Regions from separate parts of the Mus musculus genome. Here all the other regions are linked to region 1. A link is a contact called in public HiChIP or PLAC-seq, Micro-C and promoter capture Hi-C data. All regions are on one chromosome and are shown on one strand. Each heading gives the region's core, a stretch centred on a gene start, on an enhancer-like site or on the middle of the called end of the contact. The rest is flanking DNA. Distances are from core to core; before and after follow the strand shown.

What was found. Promoter capture Hi-C pulls out the DNA fragments that hold promoters and counts their contacts. A called contact is a pair of places that touch in the nucleus more often than the background predicts. HiChIP or PLAC-seq counts read pairs in DNA pulled down with a chosen protein or histone mark.
Region 2: a Micro-C map of embryonic stem cells shows a contact between it and region 1, with 8 times the contacts expected there. The contact joins the promoter of Sdc1 here to the promoter of Osr1 in region 1. A contact is called at or near these places in 3 of 39 promoter capture datasets (all in embryonic stem cells), 14 of 484 Hi-C or Micro-C datasets (all in embryonic stem cells), 2 of 115 datasets of contacts at active chromatin or transcription factors (both in embryonic stem cells) and 1 of 9 other capture datasets (embryonic stem cells).
Region 3: a contact with region 1 is called in a promoter capture Hi-C map of the SN4741 cell line, with 4 times the contacts expected there. The contact joins the enhancer-like site here to the promoter of Osr1 in region 1. A contact is called at or near these places in 10 of 39 promoter capture datasets (the 3T3-L1 cell line, the HPC-7 cell line, the SN4741 cell line and 6 more), 1 of 15 datasets of contacts at CTCF or cohesin (the NIH/3T3 cell line), 2 of 484 Hi-C or Micro-C datasets (adipose-derived mesenchymal stem cells and muscle stem cells), 6 of 115 datasets of contacts at active chromatin or transcription factors (the NIH/3T3 cell line, embryonic fibroblasts, embryonic hindbrain and 3 more) and 4 of 9 other capture datasets (adipose tissue, embryonic stem cells, liver and 1 more).
Region 4: a contact with region 1 is called in an H3K27ac HiChIP or PLAC-seq map of the NIH/3T3 cell line, with 13 times the contacts expected there. The contact joins the enhancer-like site here to the promoter of Osr1 in region 1. A contact is called at or near these places in 11 of 39 promoter capture datasets (HPC-7-derived erythroid cells, the SN4741 cell line, cranial neural crest and 7 more), 1 of 484 Hi-C or Micro-C datasets (cortical neurons), 9 of 115 datasets of contacts at active chromatin or transcription factors (the NIH/3T3 cell line, craniofacial prominence, embryonic fibroblasts and 6 more) and 2 of 9 other capture datasets (adipose tissue and embryonic stem cells).
Region 5: a contact with region 1 is called in an H3K4me3 HiChIP or PLAC-seq map of stem cell-derived neural progenitor cells, with 6 times the contacts expected there. The contact joins the enhancer-like site here to the promoter of Osr1 in region 1. A contact is called at or near these places in 7 of 39 promoter capture datasets (the 3T3-L1 cell line, HPC-7-derived erythroid cells, the SN4741 cell line and 4 more), 1 of 484 Hi-C or Micro-C datasets (cortical neurons), 9 of 115 datasets of contacts at active chromatin or transcription factors (craniofacial prominence, embryonic forebrain, embryonic hindbrain and 6 more) and 1 of 9 other capture datasets (embryonic stem cells).
Region 6: an H3K27ac HiChIP or PLAC-seq map of cardiomyocytes shows a contact between it and region 1, with 5 times the contacts expected there. The contact joins the promoter of Ttc32 here to the promoter of Osr1 in region 1. A contact is called at or near these places in 16 of 39 promoter capture datasets (the 3T3-L1 cell line, 3T3-L1-derived adipocytes, the C10 cell line and 9 more), 18 of 484 Hi-C or Micro-C datasets (B cells, the C2C12 cell line, cerebellar granule neurons and 7 more), 15 of 115 datasets of contacts at active chromatin or transcription factors (the NIH/3T3 cell line, astrocytes, cardiomyocytes and 11 more) and 1 of 9 other capture datasets (adipose tissue).
Region 7: a promoter capture Hi-C map of maxillary cranial neural crest shows a contact between it and region 1, with 9 times the contacts expected there. The contact joins the enhancer-like site here to the promoter of Osr1 in region 1. A contact is called at or near these places in 15 of 39 promoter capture datasets (the 3T3-L1 cell line, the C10 cell line, HPC-7-derived erythroid cells and 10 more), 3 of 484 Hi-C or Micro-C datasets (3T3-L1-derived adipocytes, the MC3T3-E1 cell line and palatal mesenchyme), 5 of 115 datasets of contacts at active chromatin or transcription factors (bone marrow-derived dendritic cells, craniofacial prominence, forebrain and 2 more) and 1 of 9 other capture datasets (embryonic stem cells).

What each region holds. Positions count from the first base shown.
Region 1 is chr12:9,572,788-9,576,116 of GRCm38.p6, forward strand. It overlaps Osr1 (odd-skipped related transcription factor 1), which reads left to right and starts at 1,655. Exons shown (of 3, transcript NM_011859.3): 1 at 1,655-1,955.
Region 2 is chr12:8,769,922-8,773,250 of GRCm38.p6, forward strand. It overlaps Sdc1 (syndecan 1), which reads left to right and starts at 1,475. Exons shown (of 5, transcript NM_011519.2): 1 at 1,475-1,780. The coding sequence starts at 1,715. Gm4755 (a long non-coding RNA gene) reads right to left here and starts at 1,350. Exons shown (of 3, transcript XR_381238.4): 1 at 1,044-1,350; 2 at 1-707.
Region 3 is chr12:10,328,054-10,331,382 of GRCm38.p6, forward strand. No RefSeq gene overlaps it. Among named protein-coding and RNA genes, the nearest start is that of Nt5c1b, 40 kb to the right of the region's middle. Within about 2 kb of position 1,523, at least 32 of the 459 cell types and tissues checked have an H3K27ac peak or open chromatin away from gene starts, as enhancers often do. A contact at or near this core is called in the NIH/3T3 cell line, the SN4741 cell line, adipose-derived mesenchymal stem cells and 1 more, where this site is marked.
Region 4 is chr12:10,264,807-10,268,135 of GRCm38.p6, forward strand. No RefSeq gene overlaps it. Among named protein-coding and RNA genes, the nearest start is that of Nt5c1b, 100 kb to the right of the region's middle. Within about 2 kb of position 1,570, at least 19 of the 459 cell types and tissues checked have an H3K27ac peak or open chromatin away from gene starts, as enhancers often do. A contact at or near this core is called in the NIH/3T3 cell line, where this site is marked.
Region 5 is chr12:10,177,967-10,181,295 of GRCm38.p6, forward strand. No RefSeq gene overlaps it. Among named protein-coding and RNA genes, the nearest start is that of Gm46324, 100 kb to the left of the region's middle. Within about 2 kb of position 1,580, at least 14 of the 459 cell types and tissues checked have an H3K27ac peak or open chromatin away from gene starts, as enhancers often do. A contact at or near this core is called in neural tube and stem cell-derived neural progenitor cells, where this site is marked.
Region 6 is chr12:9,028,164-9,031,492 of GRCm38.p6, forward strand. It overlaps Ttc32 (tetratricopeptide repeat domain 32), which reads left to right and starts at 1,834. Exons shown (of 3, transcript NM_029321.2): 1 at 1,834-2,033. The coding sequence starts at 1,894. Wdr35 (WD repeat domain 35) reads left to right here. Exons shown (of 27, transcript NM_001159527.1): 27 at 1-684.
Region 7 is chr12:10,094,556-10,097,884 of GRCm38.p6, forward strand. No RefSeq gene overlaps it. Among named protein-coding and RNA genes, the nearest start is that of Gm46324, 19 kb to the left of the region's middle. Within about 2 kb of position 1,691, at least 6 of the 459 cell types and tissues checked have an H3K27ac peak or open chromatin away from gene starts, as enhancers often do.

The DNA of each region.
Region 1 (3,329 bases), core at 405-2,904:
TTGGCCCTTAGCATGGAAATTATCCAAGCTTTGCCTACTATGGGAACACATTGAGCCTAAGTGGAAGGAAGTCCTGGGATTCCTGACTGGATTTTGTTGCTGTGTCCCCAGCTATTGGAATGGGGTGACCTCAGCTCCCTCTGCTTCCAGGATCCTGCTAGTACTGACAGCTGCTAAGATTCCAGGCACATAGGCACACTTATGTGGGTCTCTTACTTGAACAGTAACCAGTGGGGTGCTGGAGGTGGGAGTGGGCTCCTGAGTAAACTATAGCCCTTTCTCTTGTTCCTTCCCTGCTCTAGCCAAAGTTAGCCAGAGTCTGGAAGCTATGTTCCATTCTAAAAGTTTGCGAATACCAAGTCTGTTTCAATTATGCAGGTGGGAGGAGGGATGTGGCCCATCCTCCATCATCACTCCCTATATTAGGAATCAAACTCCTGCTACCTCAAGAGATCACATGGGATCAGTCTTGCACAGTAAAGCTGAGGAGTAGGTGACTCTTCCAAAAGGACTGTTTCAATGTGTGAGAGTGGCACCTACTCCCCAGGAAGTGTGTGTGTGTGTGTGTGTGTGTGTGTGTGTGTGTGTGTGTGTGACAAGAGCCACTCTGCAGTAGTAACTTTGGGGCAAAGTCAGGAAGTCAGAAAACCTCACCATCTTCCATGAAAAAGCCAGGTAAGGCATTCCAGAAAGGTGGTAGGGAGGAATGACAGCTGACTGGGGTCAGCCTTAGGTCAGTTCCAGGGATCAATAGTAAAGAGGTATTTGGGGCTGTGTAAGAAGCAGACAGCAAGGATGTAGTTGTTCTAGGTCCCAACTCCCTCTACAAACTCCACCCAAACCAGCCCCGCAGGCCCAGGGGTCCCAGTGCCTTTAGCTGCTCTTTAAAACTCCCATCCACTCTAAAAAGAATATGTGATTGGAGCTTTAGAATGGAATTCCGGGGAGGTCTGCAGTTCAAGTAACTAGCTCTTCTTCTCCTCATACGCTCTGCCATGGACGTTTCTGTGGAACTCCACACCCCAGAGTCTGTGGTCAGCCATAGGCACTCGGATGTTATGGCTCGCGCAGTCAGTAATCTCTGTCCTTCCGCACCAGGAACCAGCCAGCTCTGCTAGAATCGCTGCCCAGGTCTCAAGCACTATTTGGTGTCAGGAGCGCTGCTCCACACCAGGAGTCTGTCACTTCTAGGAGGAAATCTTAAGAAGAGCGGCAGCGACTTTGTCAGATTACAAATTGAGTGTATGCCTAAGGTGCTGGTGTGGGGACACCCTAGGCTCCTATCCGCTTTCATAGGTGGTGCCACCATAGGTCCCAAAGCTCCAGAACAGAACTCCGAAATGCTCGGTTCTAGTCCTCTCTTATCCGTAAGATATGTTTCTTCTACTGCTTGATCTTATGTGTCTTAGAAACACACACACACACACACACACACACACACACACACAGAAAGTGTCGAGTGGGATTATCAGGGAGGGGACACCGGTCAGGAGAAGCAGAAGGCAGGCTAGCACAGCTGCCAAAGTCCGCTGCCCGGGTCAGCAAAACTTTGTTTCCCAATGCGCAGGCGCAGGCAGAGTTGGGGGGCAGGGGAGGGAGGGGAGAAATCGCACGGCAAGGGGAGGGGGGTTAGGGGGAGGTGGATTAAAATAAGTAGGCGGCTCGGTGCTAAGGGATGAGTGAGACGTAGCTCGGCCTCTCCCCAGCAAGTTCTCGCCGGCACTGGTTCAGATTCAGAAAGGGAGCCAGGAGCGAGGCTCAGCAGACCCCGGCGGGTAGAACTCCGGGGCTGTGAAGCGCTCCCGCGTGTCCGACTCTTGGAGTCACCGCAGCTACAGAAGCGTCAGAAGTCTAGTTCGCCAGGGGTGCCAGTCGGCTCCAGAGTCTCTGGTCACTCAAGTCCAGCGCAGCGACCCTCACAGACGCGCTCTGCCCTGGGACCGCGGCGGAACAAGGTAACTGCAGCCCTGGGGCGCCTGGGCTCAGCGAGGCGAAAGCCCGCAAGATTCACTTCTGGTTCCCTGTTGTAGCTGGTGCCTCCTCTTTTCAGTGTCCTCAAAGGCGGTTCTTTTGGCCAAAGGAAGGCTGCAAGATCTCCGTGAAAGTGAGAGCAGTTGCAACGTAGAGTTGATGGGGATGCTGGTTCAAAGACTTCTAACTCTGGGTCCTTGTTGGCCTCTGACCTCGGGAGGAAGGAAGGAGACAGAAGGGCCTGAGCCATTGAGTGCAGCCGTGTTTGGCTAGCTAGAATTCCAGTATTCTAGTAAGGTGCCCACAGATTTTATAAGGCACTCTGCAGGCTTCCCTTAAGAAACTAGAGCAACTTCAGAGAACACAAACTTTTTTTTTTTTCCTGCAGGGTGCCTTTTAATTCAGACTTATCCCCCCTTAGCTGAGGAAGAGGGGAGAAAGTGTTGATGGTCATAACCTAAGCTTTCAGCATCCTGGACAGGTGCATTGCCCCAACTCTGTTGGGCTTTAAAACGAATTCTTCTTTTGCAGAGTTGTACTTTAGACTCGAAGCCTTCAAACCCCAGGACCACAGGGCTGCTGCGAGTCTGACATCCACCTCACAATTGGACTCTGCTTGGGATGGTCTCTATTAGAGGGTTTCAGTGTGTCCCCAGGCCTGCAAATCATAACCTTCGATTGTCTCTGGTGTAGGGAGAACTATGCTGGGGGTGGGGGACACAAACGAACATTGTTTTCTAACTGGAGAACCGGACGACCCAGAAGCAGAACAATCAGGAGGCTGCAGATACCTCTAGCGTGGGGATTCTATTTTGCTCCTTTGGTAGTAGCCTAATCCAGGTTTAAGGGGAAAAGATGGGAAGTCAAAATGAGAGAGACAAGGGCGGCTGCTTGCTGAAGGAATCTTACCTTCCACCAGCAGTATCCTTGATTAAAAACCAAAAAACAAACAAACAAAAATCTCCCGCGTCCTCCCTCAACAGCCCCTGCTGCACAAGCCGGGTGGGCTCCGGAGCAGAGGTTAGCAGCATAGGTTTCTTTGTCGCAATAATTCGATGAATTTCATTCGGGATGGGACTTGCAAGTTGGCTCTTTGAAAGAGAACCACGTGTAAAGCTATTTTCCTAGTTTCACAGCCTCCCAGGGAAAGAGTGTGCTCTGTGCTCGCTGGGAGGGAAGGAGGAACCAAAGAGGACTGGTGGGTAGATGGTCTATCACAGGCTCTCTCGAAAGTAATTGTGGTTTCATTAAGATTGGGAAGCCGGCTCCTGGGGACACAGCGGGCATCCCAGTATAGCAGAATGGCAAAGGAAAGAGGGTTCCTTCGATCTCGTTTGTTGGAAAAAAGGGCAGCTAAC
Region 2 (3,329 bases), core at 225-2,724, 800 kb before region 1:
GAGGACAGGAAGGTAAAATACCAAAGTGTCCTATTTTCCTCCAAATATCAGGCTCAAAGGACTGAAGAGCTGACTTCAGATCCCAAAGCCACTGTGTTAGGAGGCACCTGCTTTTTAGGTCCTAAGCCTTCCTGAGCCTTGCTATTGGGTATTCTTTACCAAGACCCTCAAGGATCTAGGCAAGAACTGGGCAGGATCTGTATGTAGCCCATAGTTAGACCTAGGGCAGCTGAGACGCCAAAAGGGAGAGTTTCCTGAGGACAAAAGTGTTCAAACACAACTGGGTGCTGGTTGTTGGGCTACTGCTGGAGGTGTGGTGTGTGTAAAGGAGGCTGTTGAATTCCCAGAAGGCTGGTTCCACAGTGTAGAGTCTACACTGGGGACTTCCCGAGACGCTGAGCCTCAGATCTAGCTTCTCAGTCCAGGCCAGCTGATGTGGGGCTGAGGAACAAGGATGGATGCCATCTATGGCCCCTGCCTTGCAGGTGCAAAGGGCCTTTGGCACCATCTACAGATTGAGGGCAAGACAGGGCTGGTTCTTCCTCCTTGCTCTCGCTGCTATCTGCCTCGCCTGTAGGCTCTCTGGGCTCCTTTTTGGACTGACACGTCTGAAGGACGTTGGAAACTGTGAGGTCCAGGCCCCATAGAGAATCATGAAGGAACAGGAATTCAACTGGAGCTCCGCAGCTGGTTAGGCCTGCGGTCACCTGGAAACAAAGAGGCCATTTATTTTTTCCTTTGGTCTTGGACAAGGAAGAGAAGGGGCTTTCTATAAATAGAAAGACAGCAAAAAAGAAAATAATAATAATAATAATAATAATAATAATAATAAAAACAATAACAAAGCCAGCTCTTCCAGACAGTGCTCATGTCTTTAAAGGTCTTTAAAGGTCTGGAGTTCCCAGCAATTAAGTAAAGGACCAAGACCTCAGGGGTCCCCTATCCTCAGCCCGTGGGGAGGTGGGAACCATACATCGATCCCTCGGTTTATATATAGCCTCATCGCTGTGGGGCTCCGAGGTTGCCCCCAAAATCTTGCTCACCTGGAGGACCCCTGGGTGTCCTCGCCCAGAGGGCGCTGCAGCCTCGCACGTAGAGAACTAACAATCGCCCTTCTCCAGGGCAGTGCCTCCGGACTCCGGACCAGGACATAGTAGCGAGTGCACCTGGGTCTCCGTCAGCTACGCATCAAGGAAGGTGCGACGCGGGAATTACAGATTGCCGGCACTCACCAGTGCTCAGGGGAGGAAGGTGGGACTCAGACCTGCAAGAGCTGAAGAGTGGGGTGGGCTTCGATCCTAGGAGGCGTGGAAGGGGGTGTGGCTGGATCCCTGGGGGGTGGGGCGCTCCAAGGGGCGGGGCAACCCAGGGGGCGGGGCCCGAGGGGTGGAGATTGGGACTACCCAGGCCCGCGGAGCTGGGGGTGGGCGGCTAGTTTTGCAACTGCAGAGCCTTTGGGTTTATTATAAGGCGGAGCTCCGCGGGAGAGGTGCGGGCCAGAGGAGACAGAGCCTAACGCAGAGGAAGGGACCTGGCAGTCGGGAGCTGACTCCAGCCGGCGAAACCTACAGCCCTCGCTCGAGAGAGCAGCGAGCTGGGCAGGAGCCTGGGACAGCAAAGCGCAGAGCAATCAGCAGAGCCGGCCCGGAGCTCCGTGCAACCGGCAACTCGGATCCACGAAGCCCACCGAGCTCCCGCCGCCGGTCTGGGCAGCATGAGACGCGCGGCGCTCTGGCTCTGGCTCTGCGCGCTGGCGCTGCGCCTGCAGCCTGCCCTCCCGGTGAGTGTGGCCCGGGGCAGGGCTGGGAGGCGGCGGGAAGCCGGGACTCGCCACTCGCCGATGCCATGCAGGCGGCAGCACGTGGAGGGGGAGGGGAGCGGGGACTTCTTCCCGCGCTGCCTGGCGGATCCTGGGATGGTGAGCCCTTTAATGAGGACTCCTGTCCCAATTCCTCTACGGTCCGTGGATGCCAGGAGGCTATCCCAGCTCGTGGTCCGGGCGTCCTGCAGAGTGGAACCTCCATTGGTTCCCCGCTCCCAATTAAGTAAAACGACTCCACATGGGTCTGAGTCCGCCGGCCTTAGGCGCTCCGCCGGCCTTAGGCGCCGCTTGGAGTTGCTCTCTCCCGTTGCTGTCTTGCTGGCCATCTCAGCGGCCTGGCCTCCGCCAGTGTCCCGGAGGGATGCAGTGGCCATGGCCACAACGCCTTTTCCATAGACCCTAATTCAAACCAGACTGCAGGCTGCACCCCCAGCGCCGCGGAGTCCGGGCGCTCGGCCCTTTGCACCGGGGCAAGTTTGGGCACAGCAGAGCCGGCGCGGGAACAGGGGGAAGCTGACGTTCGGGGTGGCGGGAGGGACGGGATTAAGGCTGTTTGTGGGACACAAGAGGGTGGCTCAGGGACCTTCGGTTTTTCTCTGGCTGCCCCAGGTGAGCCGGGCCGAGCTGGCAGCGGGAGGTTCCGGGAAGTTGGCTTCAGAACGCTGAAGACCCTAAGAACCCAACTTTGGGGTCGCTGAAGTTGTGCTGCCCCCGGAGGGCCTCCTCCGCATGGCCCGCGCGGGGGACCCTCCCCGCGAGTGGACCCCGGTACGGCTCTTCCCCTCCCCCGACTCGGCTTTGTGCTGAAGCCGCGCGTAGGGAAGGCGGGTCCCTTGGCCCGCCCAGTAGGGCCGCGGGGAAAGAGGGACGAACGTGGAGCTGGCGACTGGTGGGGGAAAGCTTCTGGGTAGGATGCAGCCATCCACCTTTGGTGGGGGTCGGTCTCTCTAATCAGCGGCTTGGCCGACAAAGAGCTTGGTCGAGGGTACCCCAGAAAGTGCTCTCCCGCCCCAGCCGCCGTCCGCTAGCCCGCCTTCCCCAACGGGGGCGCTTTGTTCTCGGCCCCTGTAACCCTTCCCTGGGAACCGCCCCGCAGCGCTGGTCCTTGACGTGGGCCGGGTCCTGGGTCGCCGCCAGGTGTCAGCGCTGCCCTCCGGGTGTCCACGCCCCTAGCCCCCGCACCCGCTGTGAAGTCCCGGGTGTCCTTTCCACTGGCGGCTTTGCCCAACCCCTGGAAGGCAGAGGCGAGGTGCGGAGCCTCAGGCTTTATCCCTCCCGGAAGTGGCAGTCTCCCACCGCCACATCTGGTCTGCTTAACTTCGATAGTCCTGGCAAAGGCAGACACGTGCACAGGGAAGGAGAGTTGAGCGCTGGTAGATACCAAGGTCGTGTACAAATAAAGTGGCACACGGACACGTCCCCAGTCACTGTTAATGGCATTGCCTTCGCTCCTTCCCAGGTGGCTGGTGCTCTCCATCACTCTGGAGCCCAAGAGAGGGCCTCCATA
Region 3 (3,329 bases), core at 273-2,772, 760 kb after region 1:
ATGAAACAAGGCAAGGAGAGCTGCCCTTGTTCTGGAAAGAAATACGTACATGAGATGCGAGCACGGGAAGTGTGAGTCCTTCCTAAGGAGTCTGGGACATCTCTCAGGACAGACATGTGAATAGTGGCTTATTCTGAGCCTTTTTATATTTCTTTTATGTTTTAATTTTTTATTTATTTATTTATTTTTTATTTTTCAAGATAGGATTTTTCTGTGTAGCCCTGTAGACCAGGCTGGCCTTGAATTCAGAGATTCACCTACCTCACCTTCTGAGTGCCGGGATTAAAGGCATGTGCCACCACAGTGCAGCATCTTTCCCTATTTCTAAGTTGCAGCACTCAAAGGATAGTTTATATTAGCTTGGAATTCTAAGACTAAAGTTAAATTGAGGATTACAAAATATCAGCTCTGGACATTAGCTCATATTCTCTCTCTCTCTCTCTCTCTCTCTCTCTCTCTCTCTCTCTCTCTCTCTCTCTCTCTCAGTTTTCCTCAGTCTGTAGCCCTTTAAACTCTAAACAGTAGGATTATATGCTGTGCCTAATGACATTGGCTTGTAACAAATTGAAGACTGCCTGGGCTATAGGGTAAGAACAACAAAGCCTCACTAAAATCGTAAAAGGGATGAGTATATATTTTAGTGATACAGTCCTTGCCTAGAACACATAATAACCTGAGGTTGATCCTCAGTACTACTGAAAGAAACAAACTGTATTATTAAGACACAATGCAATACTTAAGAGACTGAAATGTTACAGAAGAAATACATAGTCAAATTGAGGCCAATTTGTACACATCCATTATTATGTTTGACCAATTGATTTTTACAGTGTCTAATCAACTTAGACTCAGGGAACAGAGTCCAAGATTCCAGATTGAATTAATTTACAAGATTTGCCTTAAGCCTACTTCCTCTTAAGACTGTCCTCCCTTCCTTCTAGATTCTAGTATCACTGGGTTCATGAACTCAAATGATCATTTATGATAATATATCATACTTTTCAACCAACAATGTTAATGTAAATAAGCAAAAGCAAATTATTTGCTAAAATATAACCAAAGGTTATTATTTTTATGATATCTAGCCTACAATATACTAGAATTCGTGGCATAAGATGTAGAATTCATGAGTTAAGAAACTTTTCACATTAAACAGGGTTACCTGCATTTTGAAGAAGAAAGGTAAAATAGAAAATAAAAAGAATTTATTTATTATTTCAGTATTTCCTGAAACAAAAATATTAATAGAGATGTACAATTATATTTCATTTTTCAAGTGAAAAAAAGTAGGAAAAATACTGTTAATCTAAATTGAATTTGGTAGTATACAAAACTACCTCATTCAGTACAGGGCTTTTTAAAACACACGAGTTGATACTCTTGCATATGTCTAACCTTAATAACATTAATGCCTTTAAAGTAGGAAAGCTGACAGGAAGAAACTTTCTAGCTCTGAGTCTACTCAGTTTAGGGTGACTCAGGATACTTGCTTAACCTCATCTTCTTCTCGGAAGCTCTCGTAGCCCATAGCCTAACCACACAATGTATTACTCATATCCATTCTCCTGAAAGCAACAGAAATAGAATTATCTTTCTAGTGAAAGTAACTACCTCTTCTTCCATCTTATTCAATTAAATCCAATGTCCTTACAGGCTGTGTCACTACTAAAGTATTTCTGGGTACTCCCTTCAAACTGTCAGTGGTGAGAGCAAGCTGCAAACAATGAGCATAGTATTTAACTCAGGCTGTCAACATTCCCTGAAACTTAGTGACTTCCAATAGTAATAATTTCCAATTAGATTGGCATGAACTCCACCAGTATGGTAGTTAGGGAAATGACCAAAGTTACTCACAGTGACTTCATGAAACTTTGACCCTATGAGTTATAATATCTCAGTAATTATAACTACTAAAAAGCTATAAATATCATTCTCATTTTACAGGATTTAATGCTAACATTGGATTGCACCATGTGGTTTTACTGAGTTCCAAAATCTTGGTTGTATTTCTCTCTTTCTTCACTCCCAATAATACACAACACACAAGTAGTTACTTTGATGAAAACAGAAATAAGTTGCATAAGCAATGCCATATCGATAATATAACTTAAAATTCCCTTTCAACTCTCATCACTGAGATGGATCCATGGAATGGTAGACAGAATCCATGAAGCAGGAGCTCAATGGATTCTCTGTTGGAAATGACGTCATTCTGCCACGTATCTGTCACTAATTGTGAGACCCTCTGAACCCCCAAGCTCATCATGATAGCAGATTGCTCATGCATTTGCCACTTCTGGCTAGAATGCTTATCTGGGAAGTAAAATTACTTTGAGATCACAGACTTAGGAATAGAAGGATATCTGGAGGTTGACTGTTCTGTCAAAAATTCTTTATAGTAATTTGAGATCCTTTTATGCATATTTAAAGTATCCACTGAACAAGTCTCCTATAGTTTTATTGAAAAGAGAAGAAAGTGATATAAACCCATTTTTTTAAAATGAGTTACAATAAAGTTTTAAAGTAATCTGAATGTGGTAATAAGCTTAAACCTTGGAGACAGACAGACAGACAGACAGAGCTGGAAACTGTTCTTACATTGATACTTAACATTTATGGCACAGGTAGGCATTTACTCCAAATTAAATGAGGCTTGGTCTTTATAACACAGGCATACAATATCTACTTCATAGAATTGTAGTACTTATGAAATAAGAATATAATATCTGCTTTATAGCATTACTATGACAACTAAATGAAATAATCAATGTCCAGTTTACTCACAAAATGTACTGTTATTCTCCTGTGAACTAAGAAAGACACTATGAAACCATAGTCATTACTGAGTATGACTTCGAGGTCTTCAGACTCTCTTCCATATTTCCCTCAGTTGTTATAAGGAATTATAGCTCTCTAAAGACAAGTTAGTAGTACATTACTTGATTTTCAACTTTTAACCAGTTACTCTGAGGTCAATTTTAGCTGCAAAATCATTATCACCAAATATTCTGTCAATCTTCCATTCTTTCCCTTCTATCCTCAACATAAACCATGAATGAAAGCACCATCACATACAGATAGGAACCTATGCAACCTAATCAAAAACTATTTGGCAGGAACTGGAAATGTCAGGAAATCAGGAGGGAAGAAAGAAACATGAGGTAACAAAAATGTTTGGGCCTCAAATATGAATAAGATAGATGGCTCACACTAGGGTTCTGCCAAAAAATGGTAGCATAGAGTGATTTGTTTTGGATGAGGTTTTCTGACACAATAATTCTTGTTTATGTGTAATTTTACAGTGTTTTGCTTGGAAAACACAAAGGCTC
Region 4 (3,329 bases), core at 320-2,819, 690 kb after region 1:
TAATGGCCAACTAGGCCATCTTCTGCTATATATGCAACTAGAGACACAATTCTGGGGGTTACTGGTTAATTCATATTGTTGTTCCTCCTAGAGGGTGGCAGACCCTTTTAGTTCCTTGGGTACTTTCTCTAGCTCCTTCTTCAGGGGCCCTGGGTTCCATCCAATAGATGACTGTGAGCATAAACTTCTGTATTTGCCAGGCACTGGCATAGCTTCACAAGAGACAGCTATATTAGGGTCCTGTCAGCAAAATCTTGTTGGTGAACATACAGTAAATGTTAAGATAACATATAAAGGACCCACTCCAGTATCATTCATATGAATGTGTATATTAGAATTCCAATACCTACAGAAAATGTGTTCCAAAAGACAAATTGCTCAAATAACACTGTAATTTTTACATCATTGACTTGTATATATGTGAAGTTCTAAGAAAATAATAGTGTTGAAACAAATTTTATTCACAAATGGGTTCATTACAGTACTGTTATATTAGCCACACAAATGATCTGAGGCATAATGTCTAATAAGACAACAGTGCACATATGTGAAATCTATCATGAAATGTTAAATGAAGTGAACTTGGAAAATACACATACTATGGCAAAACGCAAACATTTAAATATTCTGAGAGGCAGATTACAGCACATATATATTTATATATAGTCACTCATATGTACATTCACACCAAAAATAAGAAAATATAACTTAAATTATTGGCTACCAAATATTTTTAATATCACACACATATGTATATATACATAATGCATACATACATGCATACATACATGTCCACCTTTAACTCTATCTTAATTACCAAATAACACAATAATTATATGGTTAGGCTATTAACCTTTATTGATGTCTAATAAATTCAGAGATCTAGAAATTTATCATAGCGATAGGCATAATTCAAGAATGATCCTCTTTATCTCTGACATTGGGATTCTCTTATGATTATGTTACAGTACATAGACAAGAAATGCTTAAAATTTTCACCAAGGGTATCTATCAGTAGTGTTCAGGAACAGATATTGTCTAGGTGGCTCTAAAGGAATAAAAAAACTTTAGTTTCTCAATGTGTTTCAGAAAAAGAAGTCAGAGAGATTCAAGACACTATGGGTTTGAAGACACAGAAATAATTGGAATGAACTCTAATGACCAAGCACAACCAGGATCAATAACCAGCACGAAGATACTAAGAGGTCTGGGGATGTAGCACACTTGATAAAGTGGTTGTCTAGCATGTACAAGGCACTGGATTTATCCTCAGCAACTGATAAACTGGGGTGGGGGGCATTCCTCACTGGCTGGCATTCCAGCACTCTGGAGAGGAAGGCAGGAGGTTCAGAAATCCAAAGTCATCCTTAGCTATACAGCAGTTTATGCCAGCCGGGCCTCTATAAGATACTGTCTTAAAAGAAAAAAATAAAATAAAGACACAAAGAGCTGACTTTTTAAAATGCAGTTGATATAAAATGCCATCTGGAAACTGTTAGATGACTTCTGTGTGTGGGAAAGAATGAGTCTAAGGGATTGTGGCAAACTGAAGGTCACTGGGTGAAATAGGGAAAGCTAACGGTTCCTCTGACTACATTCTTAACAACCAACACAAACACTTCTATGGTACAGGGAGATGTCTTGCCCCAGAAAAGAGTTCCTCAGCAGATACCAAACAGGTTTCCTACAGTTTAACTTAGTTCTGACATTAACTGTATTTAACAGAGACTTGTTCCCACAATACTGGTACCAATTCAGGCATGAATCACAAACCACAGATTCCCAAGTAGATTCTCTTGTAAACAAGAGGTTCCCATGTTCCCAGTTATCTTTACAGCTGCTGTTTTCTCTTCATTTGCATGGATTCCCAATGATGGCATTGTAGGGTCACAGGCTAACTACATGGTTTAGTGTTCACCCTCATTAGCACATGCCATCAGACAACACCTTACTGCTGTTTTTTTTTTTTGGTTATAAATTATTCAAGTTCCTTATGAACTATAGAAATTATTTCATTATTGAATATAGGAATTTATAAAAATGTGTTCCCAATTCATAGACTGCCTTTTAATTTGGGTAGTTATTTTTCCTTCTCTGTGTAGACACTTCAGTGTGATCTATTCTACTCTGTGATTGTAGTTGTTTGCCTGAGCTTTTAGTACAATTTCCAAAACAAAAACCCTTGTCAAAATCAAGGCATGAGAACTTGTTTTCTGTTTGCTCCATGAATTGTACAGTGTTACATCTATGTGTAAATGTTGGATATATTTCAATGTGGTTGTTATGAGTTATATATAGTAAGTGTGTTGATTGATTATTTTACATGTGGTTATTTAGTTTCCCCATCATTATTCTTTGAAGATGTTTTGTTTTCTCATTGTGTTTCTTATTAAATTTAGTTGACTATATATTCTTGAGTTTATGAACTTTCTACTCCATGTACCTAGTCTCGTTATATTTTCCTTTTCCTTTTTGAAAAGTCTACTTTTAAAGGATTGGAATGAGCTTGAAAGGAGAACAATGCAGGTTCTGATGAATCCCAGGTAAAGAAAGTTCACCTCAGTGAAGTTAGAGCATGTAACCTTACTGCATTCTTGTTCACCAGTCGACATTTTCTGAACACTGTAGTCTAGGGATTTTTATGGAGGTTTTCATCATGTAAGTATAACAGATTATTAATTTAATCTCCAGACCTTGTCACCCTCCTGGTTCCAAGCTTATAGTCATAAGATATTGTATTGCTTGTGAACCTCTATCTAGAAACCCAGGAAGTATCATCTCATCATAATGCAAGCTCCTCCAGGAAAAACAAGGCCCTAGAGTTCTTGTGTCACAAACAGGAGATAAAGAAAATAACACATATTTCTCAATTTATATCACACTTTCACAATGGGCTTCCCTAAAAGGAGACAAAACCCTCTTCTTTATAGGTTTCTGCTAATATCTTTGGATAAAGAGATGTGAGGATTTGTATATTCTGTCTGATGTGTCACCCCCTTGTGGCCATGATGATGACTGTGTCCAATATACAGATGGCTGTTGCCAGCCCACATGATGATTCCTAAACTGGAAAAATTACCTTAGCTGTTTCCAGGCAAAAATATATCCAAGAGCCCTTTTGCTTGGCACTCCTTACATACTCCCTTCTCATCACATGTGGTCTGTGAGACTGGACGTAGCTCAACAATACTTCTTACTCTCCCAGAAGACCCGAGTTTAGTTCCTTTCAACCATATTGAGGGTTTGCAACCACTTGTAACTTCAACTCCAGAGGATCAGTAACTCCTTTTGTCTTCTATAGGTAGGTACGCACACACACACACACACAC
Region 5 (3,329 bases), core at 330-2,829, 610 kb after region 1:
GATGAATGAGGATTATTACTAAAGAAACCTCTGTGCATCTTCTTTCCCTGATCATTCCTAGGTCATGAAAAGCAAGCTGGAACCTTCACTACCCTCCTGACTCCTCCTGGGATTGTGCTTATGGGAGAGCTACACTAGAGGCCAAAGTCTCAGGAACACCTTCTAGGGTACTTCAGGCAGTGTCTTCTCTCACATCTGGCTGCACCCTCACAGTGAGTAAACAGGCGGCTAGGAGGAGATGAAGGCAGCAATCAGCTGAAGACACTTTGAATCTGGAGGGCTGTATATGATGTACAGCCAGGTGTGATCACCAGAGAAATGATCAAAGGCATCCCTGGGGCAGGAACACAGTCGACCACAGACAGGGAGCATGGTGAAGCTTGGACCTGGGGTTCTCACTCACCAATGCCCACAGTTATGAAGGATTTACTATAACCATGTTTATAGCATGTGGGCACATTATTGCAGATGGTGTGTTGCAGAAGAGAAGAATGAGGTAAGAAGAAAGAAAAGTGGGGGCAGGGAGAATAATAAATCTAAGACGAAAGGGAAGCAAGGAAGCAGAGGGTGGCAAGTACAGTCATTTTTTAGAATGCTTATCAAGCTGTGTTGTCTGACTGTCATTCTAGAAAACATCTATGCCCTCCATTTACAGAAACCAATATGCAGTAGAGTAGTCTAGATTCTGTCCTTTTCTGAAGCCTAATGGACACTGAGCTCAGCCACATCTATGGCTCTATTCTCTGCCCTTTCAGAAAAGGTTGAAGAAAATCAAAAGGAACTGCAAGCAAATGCATTCATGTGTGTGTATGTGTGTATATACATATGCATGTACATGTGTGTATGCATGTGTGTAGTGTGTATAGTTTGTGTATACATGTGTGTGTGTGCATGCATGTGTGTGCGTGGTGTATATAGTGTGTGTATGTGTGTATGTACATGTGTGCATGCATGTGTGTGTGCGTGTATGTGTGTGGAGTGTATATAGTACTGTGTATGCATGTGTGTGCATGTGTGTATGTGCGTGAATGTGTGCGTATAATAACTTTCTTCAAGGGTCTGGATACATTTCACTGTAGAAGTCTCTCTGGTAGGGAGACTGAGAGAAGCAGGCTCAGCTCAGGTTTCACAAGCTACACTTGGTCTTAAAGCTGGTCACAGAGCAAAGCTGGGTGTATTTCAGTGGCTGATGACAGTTTTCACAAATGCCATACTTATCTCTCCAATGAATATTAATTTAGGTGAAACATTTGCCAGAAAAAAAAAGTCAAACAGAAGGAAAACTACAGCCTTCCACTCCTGTGCTCTCACAGAGAGATGCTCTTCTCAGCTGGTCATTTCCTTTACCCTGAAGTAGGCAAGTCCACCCTGGGCTAAAGTGCCATGGCAGGGCAATTTGGCAAACAAAAACCACATTTGTCTAATTAGGCAACTGTGCACAGACCTTTGCCATGGTGATGGCAAAAAAAAAAGAAAAAAAAAACCCTACTGTTTGGTCCCCATTCCCACTGTTCAAGTGATAAATGAGCCCAGTGCTGTACTCCCTAGAGCTGAGCAGGCCCTGTCTCTGGACAAAGGCCAGTGAAAACACAACAAGATTTATAAGAGCCTGAGGCAGGGTGAAGAAGAATCACAAGGTATGGGGAAAGGAGCACAGATGGAATTGGGGTACATCTTAGTAGCTCCGTGTCACTGTATGGTAAAGGGTTGGGACAGGAGGGGTCTGAGGGTCTCTGAAAGGATGAATAGCCCCAATCAGATAGCCTGGTTAAAAGGATCTCCATGGACCCCCTGTGTTTGGAAAGAATGAAAACTGGTCCTGGAATCCCAGCCTGCTTTTCTCATTCATCCCATTTCCTTCTAAAGAGACACAGTGAAAGGAACATATTTAAAACCAAGGAGACAAATGGAGACAGGAAAGGAGGCATCGTGTGCTGTTGAGATTAAAAGGCATGATGGTACAATTAAAGATATTTACCAGAGAAATTTGAACCCCATTACATGCTGGCGTACAGTATTTGAGGAAGAGCTGTTTTATATCATTAAAGACAAAAACCAGGTCTATAGGTAAGCTTTAAGAACAATAAACATCCTGAATTCAAGAATAAGTCTGTCAAATGAAGGGATATTGATTTTGGAGTAAGGGATATTATGTCAAACAACATTAGTTTAATTGATCTGAATTTAGTTTAAGTACTAAAAGCATTTATATACAAACAGCAAATGAAAATTAACTGCAGCTGAGCCCCTCTGCTGATTCTCAGGGGCTCTAGCTTTCAGGGGGGAAACCTGGCACTTGAGAGACCTAGTTACAGACCTGTGCTTGCTCGCTTGCTTGGAGCTGCTGGTGTTTCTTCCCCAGCACCACAATGAGAGAGGCAATGTGCTTTGTCTCAAAGTAGGAACATTTAACACTGCCCCTGACTTTTCAAAATACACAAATGCTGTTTCATGTTCTGAAGGAATTCATTTAAAAAAAAAAAGGTGTGGGTGAGGCCAGGAACATGTCTGCATCCAAGCTGTAGAAAGGTCCTGTCCCAAGGTGCACAGAGGAAGACGAGAGACTTTAAAGCAGTGGTCTCAATCTGTGGGTCACCCCACTGGGGGTTTCCCAGGATCACCTAGTACCATTAGAAAACACAGACAGTTACATGATAACAGTAGCAAAATTACAGTTATAAAATAGCAATGAAAATAATTTTATGGTTGGGGGTCACCACAACATTAAGACCTATATTAAAAGGTTGCAGCATTAGGAAGGTTGAGAACCATGGCTTGAAAGGCTTGCCTCCACCCAATCCCATATTAATAGTAGCTTATATATCCATTTAAGATATTCCAACTTCCTTTCAGCTGCTGGTAGGGCCTGGGAATTCCAGGAAAGCACCTGCGCCTGCCTGGGGTGGAACAGTTCTCATAAATAATATAAGACTGTGGTAAGAAAATCAAAAAAAGTGTTGGAAGACCTCAAAAATGTTCTTTCTATGCCAATATTCTTGTTTCCAAAATCATAAAATAAAACAAAACAAAACAGACAAAAAAAATCTGATGCCAGACACAATTTTCTTCCTAAAATCTCCCCACCAGCATCTCAGAAAAGCCATGGAGGTCACCGCATTGTCTCCACTGTCATCAAGGCCTGTTTGTAAGAAGAAATATGTCTACTGAAGGGGACACCACAGATCCCTTTAAAGATATGCTGGTCCCAGCCCCAGCCGTGTCACAGGACCCTATAGGTAAGCATGGGAACACTCCACCATGTGTTGGCCTGCTATTTAATGCCTGGTTAGTGTAGGAATCAACCATCCTCACACTTGGTGTTTGCAAAG
Region 6 (3,329 bases), core at 584-3,083, 540 kb before region 1:
AAGACTCTCAGTTGTACAGTGCTGGAAGCACACACGCTTCTCTGCACCCGACTGTGTCGTAGAGCTTGATTTCCTAAGGATTCATAGGAAAATCACCTCATCATCTGCTAGTTGTATTTTTGTATAAAATATATATTACAAAAGAAAATAAAAGTAAAGGGAGGGCTGGCATGTGCTCAGTGGTAGCATGCGTTCCAAGCCTGCGCAGGTCCTGGGTCCACTGTCAGTACTGGAAAAAAAAGATAATCCATACATCACAGTGCAACCAAGAGACAGTTTGATTCTTTTCACATAAGATTTACAGGTGTGAACTAATTTTTTTGTAGTTCCTGTCTGTTCATTTACCATTTATATAACTTATAGTTTGTGGCAAATTACCACAGAACTAGTTCTCTCTTGCCAAGGTTACCAGTTGGTTAGAGACCCCTTGGGAGGTAGCTGGGGATGGCAGAGGGTAGGAGGGGCTGCCTTGAAGCAGAGAACAGACATGACCTGGGTTCAGGGAGGCTCAGCAGCGGCTTAGGACATGAGCTCTGTTTCTACTTAAGGTTAAATTTCTGTATGTTCATAAATGAGGAAATGGCATTTTAAGACTTTTTATTATTTGAAGTTTTAAAGACTACAAGCCTCATTCAAGAGGAAGCATTTGGTCTCTTTTCTTTGTAATAAACATGAATTAACTGATTTTGAGTAATGCTGTAGTTATCATCAAGCTTATCCCGAGCTATGCCATGGTTCAGAGTACTCTAGTGGCCTAAATGTGACCCCAGCAGCCACAGCATGCACTAATGTGGCCGGTCCCAGCATTCTGGTAAGCAGTGTACCTGCACAGGCACTGCCGACCTCTCTCATCTGCCATACACAGCTCATTATATTTTGCTGAAATGTACTTTAAGATCACTTTTCTGACCGGGCAGTGGTGGCACATGCTTTTAATCCCAGCACTTGGGAGGCAGAGGCAGGGAGATTTCTGAGTTCGAGGCCAGCCTAGTCTACAGAGTGGGTTCCAGGACAGCCAGGGCTACACAGAGAAACCGTGTCTCGAAAAAACAAAACAAATCACTTTTCTTTATTCTCAGAGCTCAGATCAAAAGTTTTTCTGAGACATTATTTGAAATAAACATGAAAACAAATTCTGAAGGGAAAAAAGGACGTTTATCCCATGTTTCCTTCCACTATAATGTAGGGAAATGTGGCATTTGCATTGTCTTCACATCCACAGACACATCCTCGGACACACACAGAGACATACACAGAATATATATCACATGGGAGAAAAAGCTAAGTCTTTTTAGGAAAATATACAGTGACTGAAGTGGCAGAGAATTGTTACCATAGAGACTACAGAAAGTTCACACTCAGAAACATGGACAAATTTGTTTCAAAGTAACAGAATATTAACTCTGTTGCCATAGCTCTAGACGCTTATTTTGGGTATCTAAAATGAAAACAGCAATATTATGTTGCCCTCTACTGTCTGCTTCTATAATTATTTTCTAAAAAAAAATTTTTTAAAGACTTCTTTATTTACTATGTATACAGCATTCTGCCTGGATATATGCGCACCACCACCGCCCGGCCATGGGCACTGTCTGTCTGTCTATCTATCATCCATCTAATCTAATCTAATCTAATCTAATCTAATCTAATCTAATCTAATCTAATCTAATCTAATCTAATCTAATCTAATCTAATCTAATCTAATCTAATCTAATTATGTATACACATGTCACAAAGATTTAAATTCTCTTAATTTCCCGCGAACGGCGTCAGGCGCTACCAGTTGTCTCGCGATACTACGGGTCTTCAAACAGGACAAACGTCCTTTTCCTTTAGCCAACGAAGTCCCGTGAGCGGTAGCTGTGGTTCCGCTTCCACCCGGGTGAGGCGGTCATGGCCTTGCGGCCAGGCCGAGAGGGCGGAGAGAGCTCGGCCGCCCTGGCCACGGCGCAGGCTCGCTTCTCCAGGGGCGAGTTTGCCGAGGCCCGGGAGCTGTACTCCGCCTTCATTGGCCAGTGCGCGCGTCACGGGAGGTAACTATCGCGAGAGCGGGCTGGGCGCGTGGGTGGTCCCCGAGCCACGCGCGGACCGCGGAGTCCTGGGCTGCCGCTTGGTTTCCCCAGAAAAGATCCCCTCCGAGCCCTGTCCTTCGGGGAGGGGACGCCTTGGTCTCCGCAGAGGCCCAGGCGGCAGGAAGCCGCTGTTCTGGGCAGGGAAGGTGGTCGTCCTCGGAACCACAGCGACGCCTTTGTGTTCCGGACGCGAAGGTTCCGGTTCAGCACCCGCTTAAGCTAAGCACAGTCGCTGCACCCAGCTGTCCCGTTAGTGTTTACCACGACGTCACAGCACACTCCTGAAGTTAAGGGTTGTTAATGTGACACCGCTAGAACATCACAAGAGTCCTTTCTGTAGAATATCAAGCCAGCGATGAAACGTTTATTGCCCAGTACAGTTCTTTGTTACTTTGATATTTGAGTTCGAGCAGCTTATCAAGATGTGCACTCTGACCCCTCTATTCCCACTACGCTTTGAGTCTTTAGAAAACGGGGTTGTATGTCGAGCCAAAATCTGATAATTATAAAAATTTTGACATTTAGGGGTCTTGGTTGCATTCTGTTTTCTGCCAGTTAAGGAATTAAAAGGCAGTAAAACTCTCAAGCCAGGCAGGTAGCAGCGGAGGAGGAGGAGGTGGTGGAGGAGGAGGAGGGTGCCACGACTAAGTACAGCTTATGAGAGAATCCGCTAATGAGGAAAGGTTTCCTAGGGGTGAGAAAACTTGAGTGGGCAAACAGATAAAACCCTCGGCAAAGCGGAAGAGGATTTCAGGAACCCGCAGATCCACTCCTTTGAGGGTTTAAGGAACTGAGGGTTGGTCAGTTTGAGCACAGAGCCCTAAGCATGTCCGATCCAGCTTTGAACTTGTGTAGTAGTAGCATAGCAGAGCCATCAGCGGGGGTGGGGTGGGGTGGGGGGCTCTATTGGTGAAAAAAAAGTAGAAAAGCCTTTTTAGGCTGCCGGGTTTTTGTTTCCGGTCAGCCGGGTCAGGAAGAAGCAGGTCAGGTTGGCAGTTCACTATATTTATTATCTAGTCTCAGCTCCTCTCTTGATACATCTGCTTATCAGGGAGTCTTACTCTTAGCCCCTCCGTATTGTTTGTCCCAATGTCTCTGTATTGGTTGTGAATTGGTCGTTAAACCGGGAGAATCGATCCAACTCTGCAGGTTCACAATTCCACTGTAATAGAGTGAAGTCTTTTACTCTTTGTGATATTCACAGCCTGGCTATCTTCTGTGCTAATGCCTGCACATGTAGCATTAGTTACTTCAAGA
Region 7 (3,329 bases), core at 441-2,940, 520 kb after region 1:
TCATAGTTCACTCCTTATTTCTCCTCAGTAAGTTCAAAGACCATGTGCTAGTCATTTTACTAGGATAAAAATGGCAAAAGCAGGGTCATAAGAGGAAGAATGGAAATAGAAAAGCTTGCAATACCTTTTAAATATTATTCCATATTTTTGAAGTGTGAAACATTGGTGTCTAGTCTACTGAGAACATAAACTTTTCAAGAAAAGAAGCTGCATTGGTTTTCTTATTCACACTGGGGGTCTATATGTATCATTTGTTTACAAAATATCAAAGATCACTCTCTAGAAATCTCATCAGAGAACAATAAACTACCAATGACTCATTATCTACCCAAGGACTACACGTAACTTATAAAGAACAAGACAGAATACTGCTATCAACAAAAGTGTTTCAAATTGGATCTTCCTAGTTAATGTAAAATAGGTAAACATCCCTTAATGGTCTGCAATAGACAGTCAAAAAGGAACCCTAAAAAATGATGTGACCATTTCCTGTCACCTACACAGATCTCGTAGATGAGCAACAGAATTTCAAGATCTAGTTATATCATGTATTTTAAGTAGAAGATGCTTTAATTATTTGGCTTATTGAAGGTCAAGTGTATCTCTCTGCCCAAACATCAAATTAAGGTCTTCTACTGCTTCAATGGAAAGTGGGTGGTATGTAGCTCTTGAATGATGCCTAGTTTAGCCTAGGTGTTTCTTGCCTGAGATGTGTTAAATCTAACTTTGAAACTCCAGTAAACCACACTCTATTTATTCACACTCAAGGTACAAACAGCCAATGAGAACTTGGATATTTACACAGTGATTAATAGTACTCTGTCAGTGTGTGTGTGTGTGTGTGTGTGTGTGTGTGTGTGTGTGTGTGTGTGTGTGTGTGTGTGCGGTGTGTGTGTGTGCGCGCGCCTGTTTTGTGAATATGTGTGCACGTGTGAGTACATGTGATGAGGAAGGAGGAAATAATGAGGTTACTGGGTTGGCTTGCATTTCTCCGTGAATTATGATCAGCTACCCAGCAGTCTGACCGACTAATGTGCATCTCATTTAATGTAATAATATACATTAAGACCTGTCAAGCCCTATTGTGGAAAATGAAGAACTACACATTGTCCCACTTCATATGGGAGTCTGCATATGGAACCCTTTAAGGGTTCTTAAGAGACCCATTGGGGTTTCTAATTATTGTGAAACATCTCCTGGAATCCAGGGAGAGAGGGCTCTTGGCAGAATTGCTTCTGCCATTTCAAATGTTCACTATGAAAATAATTAGATGATGAGATTTAGACAGAAACCGCTAACGAATATTTTCTTAAGTCTTTTTTTTTTTTTTTAACGTACAGAAAATGAAACTATGAAATCGGCAAGCACGAAAGGAAAACAATATGGTGCAATGCATTCTGGGGGAGGAGTTGGGGGCCTCTCTCTTTTTCTGACTTTAATGCTTGGCTTCCTGCGGTTACAGTGGGGGGGATTTTTTTCATTTTTTGAACATTATACAATCCTGTTGAAAATTGGACGGAGGGTTGTTTTTTTAAACTTCTGTTCTGACTTTTTAAAGTTGAGCAAGTCTCCATTGTTCCCTACAGATTACACCCGCTTCTTCAGAGGGAACCCTGACATTAGAGAAACGTGCTTTAATCAAGCTTTAAAGTTATCTCCCCCTCCACAAGCCCAACCAGAACCAGAGAAACCCATCCTCTGTAACTACAAGCCGAGCTAGCATGAATCCAATTAGGAGCCATCACTTGTACCCATGACATAGAACATATTTGTTCAATTAAAACAAACAAATACGATTAGGAGTTTACAAAACTACGCTTAAGAAAAAGATGGACATTTCAAAAGACTTGCTGGGTTTGTCAGGACGTGGTTGTGATAAAAGTAAGTTGCATGAAATGAGAAAGGTGAATTTAACAAATGAAGACACAGGAGTCAAATCCCATCCAAAGCCAACACAGTCTTGGCCTGATCACATTAAGTTTGATCGCTGCTGCCTGGAGCCTGCGGGCTTCATGTACGCACAGCAGAAGGCTGCCCTCCACCTCAGAGACTTGGTCCTCTTTGCTGATTCACTCCACCTTCATTCACAGATTAGGAAAGAAGGTAGCATGGATTTGAACCTAGTCTCTTCCAGCACAAGCTGCTCACATCCAAGTTCTCATGTCTCTTTTCCTGTACTCCAGACTGAGGCAGGGTCTCTTTCCCATAAAGATCTGAACCATAAAGCTCTGGCCTGTGAAATGACTGTGCCCTGTACCATGGCACCAATGTGTTTTCTCCAGTGTCACCAAGCTGATTCTCATCAGGGGCTTAAGGATTCACTTCTCCAACCTAAAGTCATAACTAGTGGGGACATTTGTTTGACCCACTTAGTTGTTCAATATACATTTTTGTTAATATCTTTTAAAGCTTTTTTCAAATTTTAACTAAAATATACCTATAGTACCTTTATCCTTTCCTTTCAAGCCTCCAGTCTGCACTCTGCAAAGCACTGCTCTGTCCTTCAACTCCTCCTCCTATCTGCTCTCACTCCCTCTTTTTCTTTGATTATTCTCTCTCTCCCTATGCTCCTCTGCTCCTCTCTCTGTCACTCACTCACTCACTCACTCACTCACTCACTCACTCACTCACTCACTCAAACACTCAAACACTCAAACATACATACACACACACACACACACACACACACACACACACACACATCCCATTGAGTCTATTTAATACTGCTTGTTTGTATATAATTTCAGGGCTTACTGTTTTGCTTTGTTGTTGGGGTTTTTTGTTGTTGTTGTTGTTCTGTTTTTTTTGTTTTTTGGGGTTTTTTTGTTTTTGTTTTTGTTTTTGTTTTTGTTTTTGTTTTTGTTTTTGTTTTTGTTTTTGTTTGAGACAGGGTTTCTCTGTATATCCCTAGCTGTCGTGGAACTCACTCTGTAGACCTCGAACTCAGAAATCTGCCTGCCTCTGCATCCCAAGTGGCTAGGAATCAAGGCATGTGCCACCACTGCCCAGCTAGGGCTTACTGTTTAATGTTAGATTACCAACATGGGACCCGCCATTACACCTTTATGGATATCTTACTGTACTGGTCATTCATTGTCATGGTTCATAAGCATTATAACTGCGTAGTACTAATGGTTACTCCCCTTCTTTGTCAACTTGCATGGAACCTACTGGCACTACAATCATGGTACCAGAATATATGAGCATAAACACCTTAGGGTACTACTAGGCAGGAAGGGATTCATGTTAGATTCAGCTTAAATCTTCTAAGTCTTCTATCAGAAGTATGTAGTGCTTTCAGCAGTAGGAATTCACTCTTAATCTGTGTG